3 separate regions of the Mus musculus genome follow, and regions 1 and 2 are each linked to region 3. The links are chromatin contacts, called in public HiChIP or PLAC-seq and promoter capture Hi-C maps. All regions are on one chromosome and are shown on one strand. The core of a region is the stretch at or near the end of the contact, and the rest is flanking DNA. Distances in the headings are between cores, read along the strand shown. Region 1 overlaps Cmah (cytidine monophospho-N-acetylneuraminic acid hydroxylase). Region 2 holds the start of Cmah (cytidine monophospho-N-acetylneuraminic acid hydroxylase). Region 3 holds the start of Gmnn (geminin).

Evidence for each region. Promoter capture Hi-C pulls out the DNA fragments that hold promoters and counts their contacts. HiChIP or PLAC-seq counts read pairs in DNA pulled down with a chosen protein or histone mark.
Region 1: an H3K4me3 HiChIP or PLAC-seq map of the 230-238 cell line shows a contact between it and region 3, with 15 read pairs. The contact joins the enhancer-like site here to the promoter of Gmnn in region 3. A contact is called at or near these places in 2 of 39 promoter capture datasets (hippocampal neurons and pre-B cells), 3 of 484 Hi-C or Micro-C datasets (B cells, erythroblasts and regulatory T cells), 6 of 115 datasets of contacts at active chromatin or transcription factors (the 230-238 cell line, the SCID.adh cell line, bone marrow-derived macrophages and 3 more) and 2 of 9 other capture datasets (adipose tissue and liver).
Region 2: a promoter capture Hi-C map of liver shows a contact between it and region 3, with 3 times the contacts expected there. The contact joins the promoter of Cmah here to the promoter of Gmnn in region 3. A contact is called at or near these places in 12 of 39 promoter capture datasets (the 3T3-L1 cell line, the C10 cell line, the HPC-7 cell line and 8 more), 4 of 115 datasets of contacts at active chromatin or transcription factors (bone marrow-derived macrophages, large pre-B cells and pro-B cells) and 1 of 9 other capture datasets (liver).

Annotation. Positions count from the first base shown.
Region 1 is chr13:24,400,456-24,404,606 of GRCm38.p6, reverse strand. All of the region lies in intron 2 of Cmah (cytidine monophospho-N-acetylneuraminic acid hydroxylase), which reads right to left. Among named protein-coding and RNA genes, the nearest start is that of Gm11342, 27 kb to the right of the region's middle. Within about 2 kb of position 1,351, at least 35 of the 459 cell types and tissues checked have an H3K27ac peak or open chromatin away from gene starts, as enhancers often do. A contact at or near this core is called in the 230-238 cell line, B cells, the SCID.adh cell line and 3 more, where this site is marked.
Region 2 is chr13:24,324,872-24,329,294 of GRCm38.p6, reverse strand. It overlaps Cmah (cytidine monophospho-N-acetylneuraminic acid hydroxylase), which reads right to left and starts at 1,891. Exons shown (of 17, transcript NM_001111110.2): 1 at 1,807-1,891.
Region 3 is chr13:24,759,097-24,763,387 of GRCm38.p6, reverse strand. It overlaps Gmnn (geminin), which reads left to right and starts at 1,451. Exons shown (of 7, transcript NM_020567.2): 1 at 1,451-1,575; 2 at 3,171-3,228. The coding sequence starts at 3,178.

The sequences.
Region 1 (4,151 bases), core at 102-2,601, 360 kb after region 3:
CATATCTGTGCTAGCATGTCACCTGGTGCTGTCCTTATGCAAGTCTTCATTAGACAACCATATTGATAAGATTTCATAGATACCACTTCTCGATCTTGTCAAGGAGATCTTGCTGCAAGTGTCCTGGACCTCTGGCTCTTGCAATCTTTCTGCCTGCTCCTTCCATGATGTTCTCTAAGCCGTAGTTATCAGGTTTGCATTGTAGATGCACAGATTGGGATGGGCATCTTAGTACCATTTATTCTTTGCCTTTTGACCAACTTGCAGATCTCCATAATAGTCTCCATCTGCTACTAAAAAGAAGCTACTCTGATTAGGCAGGAGAGCTATACTTAACCTGTAACTTTCATGATTTTTTTTTTTAATGGAGAAGATGTATATTTTGTTTCTTCTTGTTCTGCAAGCCTCTTGCTTTGCATAAAAGAGCAGCAGCCAGTGCAACATATTGTGAGCTTAAGGCAGTAGTCCTTCATATCACACTGTATAGCATACAATTTATTCCACTCCCAGACATTTTCTTTTTTTTAAAAAAAGATTTATTTATATGAGTACACTGTCACTGTCTTCAGACACACCAGAAGAGGGCATCAGATCCCATTACAGATGGTTGTGAGCCACCATGTGGTTGCTGGGAATTGAACTCAGGACCTCTGGCAGAGCAGTCAGTGCTCTTAACCCCTGAGCCATCTCTCCAGCCCAACCCAGACATTTTCAATGGGAAGATTGTTAAGTCTTTTGACATAAACCCAGGGGTAGACATAGACAAGTTACAATATTATATGTGTTGGGAGCAGCCTTTAATCCTAGAACTTAGGAGGTAGGGGCATATGGGTTTCTATAAATTCAAGGCTCTTTCTCAAACAAAAGCAAAAAACCTAACAAAACAAAACACCCCAAATTATGTGAGACTTATAATAACATTGCTATCCCAAAATACAGAATTCTTAGAAGCACTTTTTACTGTAGATAATACCTTGAATTCTGAATAACAAAGCCTAGTCCCTGGTCCAAAGACTGAGTCTAAGGCATGATCAAAAGAGAAGTGCATAATGTTTACCTGCACCCATTAGGAAGTTTGTTGGCACAACACACACACACACACACACACACATACACACACACACACACACACACACACGTATATATTGCTATTTCATTGAATTCTTCTATCTACCACTCTTTCAATCCTTATTACACTCTAACCCTTTCAACCCCACAGCACTGGGTAGGTCAGGCATGGATCTCCTTAGGCTGCTTCCTGCTAATTAGAGGCATCTGGTCTCTAGGGGCAAGACAGAGATCTTCCTTGTCAGAATATCAATGTCCAGAAACCCAACAATGGTAAACCAGCAATCTATTAAAAGCAACAGCAGGAAGCAGCAGCCACCACAGGCCCTTGGGGCTCTTCTGTTTATACCTTCTCCAGAGTCCTCAGAATTTAACTATCTGCAACTGGCAAGAATCATGCCCCTGGTAGTGCAAGAGGAAAGTCATAATCACCTGCTGTGACACAGCCTCTTATTCCACACCTGGGATTAAAACAAAAACATATTCACATAGCATAACTGAGTCTTTAAAGAAACCAGAATTCTCATTACAGAAGCTGTTTTTTTTTCCTAGCAATACTATTGAGAGGAGGTTACACACACACACACACACACACACACACACACATACACACACACATACACACAGAGAGAGAGAGAGAGAGAGAGAGAGAGGAGGGGAGGAAGGGAGGAAGGGAGGGAGGGGGAGGAACAGGGATGGGGAGGGGGAGAGGAGGAGGGAAAGAGAGGGGGGAGGAAGAGGAGGAGGGGGAGAAAGAGAGGGGAATGATAAAGATCATTTAGCCTGTCTATCCACTACTATTTGAAGGCAAGCATGCTGGAGCAAGTTACTTCACCCCATATATTTGAGGGTAGCATAGAAACTCCCCAATGGATTTTACACGTGCTCCCTTCAGCAATGAGTCAAGGGCCTCATGGCATCATCTTGATCATCTGACATAACAGATGCTCTGCAAACACTTCATTAACTACAGTTACTTCTCCCAGCAGAGGAGCATTCACTGGAAGCATTCACACTCTCTGAGCAGTAAACTCAACTTGCTTTTCAATGTGTCCCAACTTCGGGCAGACTATGTAAGCATCTTCCAGTGACTGCTGTACAACGTTGCTGCTTCCCACCCACTATTACAATAACATTTTCTGTTGTCATCTGTTCATGGCCACCCTGAGCTTTGCAGTGAGAAGACAGCACACCTGATGTGCAAGGTAACAGAGTTCTGTGCCCAGGGCCACCAGGAGTGTGGCAGGGCCAGCACCAGGACAGTCAGGCAGCAGTCAATGTCCACTCGCTTCTTGCTACCCACACAGACAGCAACAGGATCATAGGGGTTCTGTCACTTAGCTGTGCCACTGCTACCAAAATAGGACCTTTGACATTTAACCGACCATTTCAAAAATTAATTGCATGAGACACCTTGGTGGTACACTGTAGCCTCCCCTCCCCCAGCTTTAGGGTTCCTCTGTTTACACCTGGATGGAGCTTGCCTGCTCAATCGTTCTGCCACGCCCACTGCTGGAACCTGCCGCTTTGCTGTTTGGAGCCATCCACGTGGTCACCCTGCTACTGGTCCCCCAGACTATTTGGCGGGAATCGGCCCCCCCTTCCTCTCCTACATAACTGCGTGCTGATTTAGTAAAATTGAGCTTTGATCAGAGTTGCTTTTGACTTGGCTCCGTTCTTTCTTCTGTCCGTCTAGTTCCTCTCTTTCAGCCCGAGCTGCCATCTCAGTTGAACCGTTCGTTTCGAGCTGCTGGTTGGCCGCAACAGTACACGCCTTTAATCCCAGTACTATCTAACTGCAAAAGAAACTCACTGAAGTATCTAGAACATGCCCCAGATTTTGGGTTTTGTTTTTTTTTTTTTTTTTTTTTTGCCACATTGGACTTTTAAAGCCTTCTCAATGATATTTACATTATGCTCTGATATTTTAGATGTACATACTATTATTTTCTTTTGCAAAAAGACCTATGTTTGAAGGAATACATTTGCGATTAAAGATTGATTGCCTAGGTCCCTGAAGGAAGCAGTCACATCGCCACGGGTTTAACTTTCTGAAAATTAGCAAATGATGATTCTAAGTGAAGCTATGAAATCTTGGGGCTTTGACTATTCTTATGTATGTGTACAGGTACGTATCGTATATCATATCTGCCTGTGTGCTTATGATTGCATATTGTTTGTATAGTTCCAAATTAGCTTATAGATAAATCAGCACCCACTAAAGTGTAAATTTAGCACAAATGCCCTTTAATTCACATGATTTAAATATATGTGTGTTTATACAATTTTCCAATTTATTTCTATTTTATATTTTATATATAAATTTTTATTTCTGGTTTTATTGAGACAGGGTCTCTCTAGGTATCACTGACTGTTCCTTAGAGATTTACCTGTTTGGGATCAAAGCTACCATTCTTAGCTATGTGAGCATAGTTTTGGAAATATGATAATTTAAGTTTGTTGCTGAAAGAAAAGTAAAGATTTTTTTTAGTTGCCAACTAGAGAGACCTTTCAACAGTTAGATGTGACAGTTAGATGTGACTCCTGCTCTTCCAGATGACCTGAGTTTTGTTCCCAGCTCTCACCTCTGGTAGCTCACAATGGCTGTAACTCCAGGTGATTGTACCCCTTTTTCTGGCCTCTTTGGGCACCTATACACTATGTGTAGTGTACATATTCCCAACCCCGCACCCTGCCTACTGTCAGATCAAACATCGAAGGGACCCATGATAAACAATGCCTTGGGGGACTGTGAGAAAAGCTCCAGGAAAAAAGGGAGATGGCCTTTTACCTCAGGTGCATTTTGTCCCCTGGATTGTCCTTGAACATGATTTTGTGCCTCCTGTGACAAGCATTTACATTTACTGTATAAGAGAGGTTCATTCTTGTTAAATATGAGAACATAGCTATAGAACCCAATCTGGTCAGTGTACTCTGAATCCGGATATGGCCTTCTGCCTTGCTTTCCCAGATTATACCTGGGAAGATACACACCAGGCAATTGTGTTTACATCAGTCTGTCCTGAGGCAGTTCTGGGAACGGGCTGCTCTGTTAATATTTAGTATGTGCTTTCTGGCATTTA
Region 2 (4,423 bases), core at 642-3,141, 430 kb after region 3:
ACTGTGGCTACCCCCCCCCATGCAATCGAAGGGGTGCTCAAACAGCCACCAGACAGGTGGCTCAGTAATGCCTGCATGACTCACTATCAGACCCTACTAATCAATCCTGGCCAAGTTACTTTCCACTCGCCTGCTTCCTTAAATCCCACAGCTCTCCTTCCTTACCCGGACTTGGATCAGCTGCTCCACCAATACAGTGAAACCTTGGCACAAGCATACAGTACTCGACCGGACCTAAAAGGCTCGCATTTGACAGGGGCAGAGCAGACTTGATTCATGAACAGAAGCAGTTTCATTCGAGAGGGACAGAGGAAGGCAGGAGCTGCAGTGACCACAGAAACAGAGGTAATTTGGGCCCAGTCTCTCCCCGCAGATGCCTTAGCTCCTAGGGCTGAACTGATGCTATCCCAGGCCCTCATCATGGGAAAAAGGCTAGCCATCAACATCTACACCGATAGCCGGTATGCGTTGGCCCATATACATGAAGCCATATACCAGGAGAGAGGGATCCTAACTGCAGAAGGAAAAACTATCAAAAACAAAGATGGGATCCTACAGTTCCTTGAAGCCCTCTGGCTGCCAATGAGAATGGCAATCATACATTGTCCAGGCCATCAAAAAGGAACCACGGCAGTCACCAGAGGTAAGAACTTGGCTCACAGAGCTGCCAAAGAGGCAGCCTTAGAGGAAACAGCTGCCTCCGTGTTAGCTGCAACTTTACCAGAACCACCCGACCCCAACCTACAGGAATGCCCAGCCTACACGGAGGAGGAGGTCAAATGAGCCAAGAGTCAGCCCATGAACCAGTGTTCAGAGGGCTGGTGGCAGATGGCTGAAGGTAAGCTAATATTACCTGCCCCCCTAGCAAGGTCTATCCTCAAAAAAATCCACAGAATCACTCACATGGGAGTGAAACGGATGGCAGATACAGTGAGACAATCTAAAGTGATTTTCAGAAAAATGCAGCGTACTGTCGAAGATGTAATATCAAGCTGCAGAGCTTGCCAATTGACCAACACCCACAGCACTGCCAAACATTCTGGCTTATGTCTGTGAGGATAGAGACCAGGGGACCTACTGGGAAGTTGATTTTACAGAAATCAAACCAGGAAAGTACAGCTACAGGGACTTACTAGTGTTCGTGGATAGCTTCTCTGGGTGGACAGAAGCCTTTCCAACAAAGACTGAGACTGCAAAGGCAGTGGCTAAGAAGTTGCTGGAAGATATCCTACCGAGGTATGGATTCCCTCATATGACAGGGTCAGACAATGGGACAGCATTTGTGTCCAAAGTAAGCCAGGATGTAGCGAGATATATTGGGACAGATAGGAAGTTACATTGTGCACAGGCCCCAAAGTTCAGGACACGTAGAAAGAATGAATCAGACACTTCAGGAGACCTTGACTAAATTAGCCCTAGAGTCTGCCATAGACTAGGTGACACTCCTTCCCTTTGTGCTTACCAGTTAGGACTAACTCCTTTTGAAATCATGTATGGTGTCCCTGCCCCTATTGTCCCTAACCTTCAGTCAGTAGCCATTGCAGAATTAGAAGGTTATGAAATTCATAACGAAGGTCAGAGCAACTCAATGGGTTCACGAGCAGGGTTGGTCTAAACTGTGTGCCCTCTATGAAGCAGGCCCCAGTTCCAGAGCCCCATAAGTTTCAACCTGGAGACTAGGTCTACGTGAGGCAGTTTTGCCAGAAAGCGCTGGAGCCTTGTTAGAAGAGACCCTACATTATCCTGCTAACAATTTTAACAGCTGTAAAGGTGGACTGTATCACTACTTGGATACACTGCACTCACCTGCTGATCTGTTCTCTCCAGAAGAAGATCGCTAGACTTCACAGCTGCCACTGCCAGAATGGAGGGTCCAAAAGGGCACTCATCCCTTCAAGTTAAAATTAACTCTGTCCTAAGCTTGCTGTTTTTACTGGCTTCATGCACTGCTGTTCCTAGCCCATGTCTCCATTCAGAGATCAAAAACTCACACCAGCCTTATGACTTGACTTGGACAGTTGAGAATCCTGAAACGGGTTACCGGGCCCAACCTCCTAATACAAAAAAGTCACTTGGGACCCGGTGGTTTCCAGATTTAACCTTTGATCTGTGCCAGCTGGCTGATAACTCATGGCCTGACACCTAACAGACTTTATGGCATTCATATCCACCATGTCGGTGAAGAACTTTATATATGTCCAGGACAGAAAAGGACTATTACATGTGGGGGTCCAGAACAATTTTACTGTACTTCCTGGGGGGTGTGAGACATCAGTTAGAGGGCTAAAAAACCTGGGGAGTGTCGAAGGAAGACCTTATCACAGTTGGCAGGAAGGGGAGCAGGTCTGAAGTTTTACTGAGGTTTACAGACAAAGGGAAACAGGGAAGGGTTGGGAAGCTGAGAGGTCCTGGGGCCTCTGACTCCATGTCAATGACTCCATGTCATTGGAGGGATTAGTCCAGGCCTCCTCTTCACCATCAAACTTGTGGTAAAACCAATTGTGAACCCCCTGCGGGTGGCTGTAGGACCAAATCGGATTTTGGCAAACCCTAAACCAAGAGGTCTTGCCCCGAAAAAACCTGCGCCAAAGCCCGTCCTTGGACTGCTGCCCCCTCCCCAAGTCCTCCCCCAGCAGGGGTCCCCAGCCCCAGGATCTTTTTTGAATCGCACAGAGCTGGTAGATCTGCTCTGGTCAATGATGCTAAAAACCTTTCAGATTTTGAACGGCTCCCGGCCAGAGCTAACCACCTCCTGCTGGCTGTGCTCTAATGCCAGACCCCCTTTTTATGAAGGTGTTGGATTTATATCTAGATATAATAAGTCTGAGAGAGACACTGCATGCAGATGGTCCCAAGAGGTCCAGCCTTAATCCTGCAGACCACCATATCAAGACAGGGGACCTGCCTGGGGAACATTCCCTTGTCACATCAGCACCTTTGTAACCAAAAAACCCCCATGGTTCATTCAAACTGGGTTATTCCTACCCACCCACCCACCCCTGAACAGGCTTGGTGGGACTGTTCAACAGGGTTGACTCCATGTGTGCACGGAGAGGTCCTTAATTCCCCTACTGCAAAAGAGTTCTGTATTGTAGTTCAGTTGGTGCCACGCATAACCTATTATTCAGAAAAAATAGTGCCAAAGAACCTAATAGGGCATGTTGGGGGAGACCTCATGAGACAGAAGAGAGAACCTATTTCCCTAACTTTGGCTGTAATTCTGGGAGCAGGGCTAGCTCCGGGATAGCAGCCCTAACGTTGCAAGAGAAGAACTACAACAGCCTTAAATTAGATATAGATCAAGACATCCAATACTTAGAAAAATCCATCGCATACCTAGAGCGAAATGTAGATTCTCTGGCTGAGGCAGTTCTTCAGAACAGACGAGGGTTAGACTTTGCTCCTGCAGCAGGGAGGCTTGTGTGCGGCTCTATGAGAAGAATGTTGCTTTTAGGTAAATCACTCTGGAATAATCAGAGAATTACTAGCTAAGGTTAGAGAAAGCATAGAGAGGCGCCAAAAAAGAACGAGAAAACTCCAAAAGCTGGTATCATTCACTATTTAATACTTCCCCATGGTTAACTACCCTCATTTCTACAATTACAGGGCCCCTGATAAGTCTTCTGTTACTGCTCACATTCGGGCCATGCATAATCAATAAGCTTTTGCTGTATATAAAGCAGAGATTAGGGAGTATTCAATTGATGGTGATGAGATCCCAGTACCAACCAGCTAGCACAGATGATTTAAGCCTATAAAGAGTCCAAGATTGGCCTCTGGAGTCACCAAAAAAAGGGGGGAATAGTTGTAACCCCCAAATTACTGATAACATGAACACAAGATAGCTGCTTCTTCTCCCAACAATAGTATCCTTACTGAGAACAAACAGAAGCTCTACTGGGGACATCTACTACCAAACTCATGCTAAGTAAGGTTCCCTTCTAGGTTCTGTGATGCAGCCATGAATCTAGCTACTTCTACCCTGTTGCAGATACTGCACTCACTAAAAGAAGCATGACATTGAGACTCAAGAAGGCAGTAAGAAGCAAGACCATCTTGCCAGATGGGCAGTGACCGTTTTCTGATGCATGGGTCCCCCATCTGACTCAAGAAATTAGCCTGATATTTTCTGCAGGGTGAAGTTCTTTCCATGTAACAGTCACAACTTTGTTAGGCACAACCCAGGCCTCTAATCCTAACACTTGGGAGGTTCCCACAAGAAGATGGCTGTGATCTAGGCCAGCCTGGCTACACAGGGAGACCCTGTCTCTAAAGAGTAGTCATAGAAATGATAGTAATGAGACTGGAGTGGAGGCAAAGCTCTGGCAAAGCTCTGGTTTGGAAGATAGGAAATACATGCAGCAATGGGAAGTCCTTTCCAGAACATATTTTATCTATTAGCATAATGGGTGAAATTCACACT
Region 3 (4,291 bases), core at 202-2,701:
CTGTTCTACAGAGTGAGTTCTTGGACAGTCCAGGCTACACAGAGAAACCCTGTTTGAGAAGCAAGCAAGCAAACAAAATAATCCACAAAAATTTGAGTAGGAAGAATCTTAACTTTCCCACCAAGAACTTTCTTCCTCATCCAGACCTGAAGTCCAGGTCTCACTAGAGAGCATGAGAGAGCAAAGGAGAAGTCGCCAGTATTCTGAGGGCAGAACACATATGCAGTTCCTCTGGAACTTGCCAGGGGACTTGAGGCTGAGAGGTGATAGTGTGGTAACTGGCTGGACCATAGAATACAGGTTCTCTGTGGAAATGGATAGAATATTTTCCCATTGAGCAGGATTTAGTGCTGGCTAACATGCAACATTTTGTATGTGTACAAATGCTTGGCCTGCATGTATGGGACCTGCTGCCCCCCTTCCCCCCACTGCCATACCTTCCCGACTCTGAGGACTGTACGCTTAAATTGTGAGCCCCGACAAACCCTTCCTTAAGTTGCACTGGTCAGGTATTTGTTACAGCAACAAGTAAGGTGACAAATACATTGACTTTTCTCAGCCTCTAGGCCATCGCGGTTCCCTTGGCCCTAGTTCTGTTTCCTTCTAAATTGTTATTGACTGATAAAGCAGGTTCTGGTGTTAGCAACCCTACTGCATTCTGTCTATGTAACCTGGCTGGCTTTAAACTTATATTTATATAGCCAGCCAGGAAGTCCTTTATAGAGGTTTCCTGTATTGCAGCCCTCCCTCCTTTGTTTAGATTTACTGAGGTATAGTTTAGGTTTTTCAAAGTTGCCTGTGTGATGCATATTCATCTTGGTGTCCATGAAGGGCATCAGATCTCCTGGAACAAGGGCTATGGATGGTTGTAAGCCACCATGTGGGTGCTTGGAACCAAACCCAGGTTTGTCCCGTGCAAGAACAAATGCTCTCAACCAAGGAGCCATCTTGCCAGTTAATTGAGGTCTAGTTCAAATACAGTAAAAGTCATCTGTCTTAAGTATAGAGTTAAAATTCCTCAGCTTCAACTTTTTTTGTTAGCTTGAAGCGGGCCCTTGCTATTTCTAGTGACTGTCACAGTGTGACTTTTGAGTCATCACGTTTCGTCTGTTTATTTGCTTCCTTTAGTGTGTGCGCATCTAGGTATGCATGCTTGCATGTATGTATATTAAAAACTAAACACACAAAATACCTTGGAAAAAATATATGTATATTCTCGTGTTTGCCGCTAGTGAGAGTCTCTTTTGTCCTCGCCGGCAGACACTTGGAGCCGGAAGCGGAGGGTCAGACGGCAAGGTCAGAGGGCACACACTCCTAAGGCAAGAGGAACCTCGGTGACCTCTTCCAGAGACTGCACGCACCTTGGCTGGGTGCGCAGGCGCACGGAAGCCACGGGCGCGGTGGGCGGCGGCGAGAGGCGATTGGCTGAATGCCGAGGCTCCGCCTTTCGGCGCGTCAGCTACCGGGTCGGCGGGTTAGTCTGCAGGTTCGGGTCGTTCTGGCGTCGTTGAATCCGGTGTGGTGCCAGGGCCTTGTGCGGCTCTCACGCTCGCCGGGAACTGAGCATTGCTGTCTGTGAGTCCGAGGGCGCGGGAGACCGAGGGCGGGGCGAGTGCAACTCCGGCCGCGGGATCGCCGGGCTGGCCCGAATGCCCGGCCTGCTTCTCAGCCACGGGGAGCCGGCCTGGGAGGCGACGATTTGAAGGGACCCGAGTCTGGGGACTTGAAAGGGACCCGAGTCTCGGCCCGACTGCAAGGCAAAGCTGGGCGAGCTGAGACGAGGGGCTGCGCCATTGGTGAGGTCGGTTTTGGCGCGCTCTGGTGTTCGCTCTTCCTATTGGCTGGCGCGCGCCGCGTTGGGCGGGGCCGGCGCGCCCGGGGAAGTTTGCTGCCTCGGAGTCCGGGCTGATTGCACGGCTAGGGGTTGAACTGGGTGTAGATCCCTCCCGCCTGCTCACCAACTGCAGCAAACGCTACTCCTGGGACAAGGGCATTGAGTCCTGCGTCTGCTCTCCCAGTGGTGCCGCTGTAGGTGATAGTAGGTTCTCCGACACTGTCTCTGTGCTCACGACTCACTAATGATAGCGGGATCTTGGCCCACTGCCTTCGTTATCCAAGTCTGGGCCTGGTGTCAGTGCTCAGTCTCCTGCACCCAGGAGGTTGAGGCAGGAGGTACAGGAGTTCAAGGTCAGCTTTGCCCACTTAGCCATTTAAAAAGAAAAGAGAAATACATCAAAGCCCCTGCGAATAGGTTTCCGATCGGGTTTTTTGTTTGTTTGTTTGTTTGTTTGTTTGTTTTTCCGAGACAGAGGGTTTCTCTGTGTAGCCCTGGCCTGGAACTCACTCTGTAAACCAGGCTGGCCTTGAACTCATGAATCCGCCTGCCTCTGCCTCCCAAGTGCTAGGATTAAAGGCGTGTGCCACCGCTGCCCAATTTTTGTTTTGTTTTGTTTTGTTTTGTTTTTGGCGATCGGGTTTTATTAACTTGAAATAGAATAGGAAATAACAGAACACCACTCTGGCTGGGCTATAAGTTGTTTATATTTGCATACATGGGTGAGTGCCAGGGCACAATGTAAATTTTTAATTACATGTAAGTAAGAGGTGGGGGGTACAGTTTACCGTTCCCCCTAGCCTCCTTTTAAATTCAGCTTGGTCTTGTGTTTGCTACGTAGCTGACTATAACCTTGAATTCTGGTTCTCTGCCCAGCTGCTGGTATTATGGACTTGTGTCTGGTTATGCAGTACCAGGAACTGAGCTGAGCCTTTGTGCATGCTTGTTATGCACAGTACTCACTGAGCTCGACATCTTGGTTGGAGCCAAAAGATCTTGGGTTTTGTTTTTGTTTTTGAGACAGGCTCTTGGCTGCGTAGCCTAGGCTCCCATAGGCTCCTATCTCCACCGTGTTCCAGGATTGCAGTCATGTGCATGATGCTGTTCTTTAGGGTGAATGGGCCCAAGTGTCTGTTTGGCTTTTCCCAGTGCCCTTTTCTCAGGTCTTTTTGAGATCTCTGTAGTTTGTACAGGACACTGTGCCATTGTTACAGATAGTGGTTCTACCATAAAGTAGTAAGATTTTTGTGGTATAAATAATTTTCTAAAAAAAAAATCTAGATTCCACATTCAGATATAAATACTGAAATCACCTTTTCTTCTTGTGCTTTGCCAGCTGAAAAATGAATCTCAGTATGAAGCAGAAGCAGGAGGGAGCCCAAGAGAATGTGAAGGTATGTAATGGAGCCACTTCAGTGTGCTTGAATTTGTTTTAATTAAGAGGTGAAGTTTTGTTGTGTTGCCCAGGCTGGCCCCAAACCCCGGGGGCTGAGATTTCCTCCAGTGCCAGAGTGAACGGAGTATACGCTTGTATATAGTTTTAGGAAGAGGGTTAAGATTTAAATATGAGTGAAACTTGGAGTCTAGAAGTCTGCTCTTCTGTGCACTGTGTGTTTAGAGAAAAGGATATAGTAGTATACATTCCGTGGGCTATCGTTCAGAAAGCTTACATCTATGAAGTGGAAGTCGTGGAAGTGTTGTGTGTGAACGTGAGCATGACAGCAGGTGGGTTGGCTTCTTTGACCATGATCAACATCAAGCACTTAGTTGTATTTTCTTCTGTTTGGAGACTTGATTAATCTGGCACCTACATTGTATCTGAGATGTCGTGATAATATTTGTTCTCGTGGTGGCTGGCATTGGTCCCTCCGTTGCACAGCGAGATAAGCAACACTAGAGGCTACCGTGGGAAAGGTGGACGCAGCCGTGTGAAGCACAGTAACTTTCTCACGCAGGTGTGGTGTCATGTTCTTGCTAACCTTGCTTGAGTGTTTACCATTGTTTGCTGTCCCATGGTGGCAGTATAACTAATGATTTTCTTTCCCAAATAAAACTTTCAAATCGGGAACACTACAGGGGCTATTTGCATATCATAAAGAAGGCAACTTTTTGTTTTTAAAATAATAGCTTGGGCATTTTAGAAGGCTTTTGTTGTTTGTTTTTGGAAGGGCTTGTTTTGAGGCAAGGTCTTACTAGTAGCCGTGGCTATCCTGAAATTCATAGAAATTCTCCTATCTCTGCCTTCCAAGTGGCAGGATTAAAGGTTTATGCCACCAAGTCTGGCTTGTTTTTGTTATTGGTGTTTATTTTTTGATATAGGTTCTCAGTAAGTGGCCCTGGTTACTGTGCCACTCACTGTGATGTAGACATCTGGCTGGCCTTGAACTCAAGAGAGCTTCTCCTGCCTGCCTCCCAACCTACCCAGTGCTGGGATTACAGGTTTGTGCTACCAGCCTG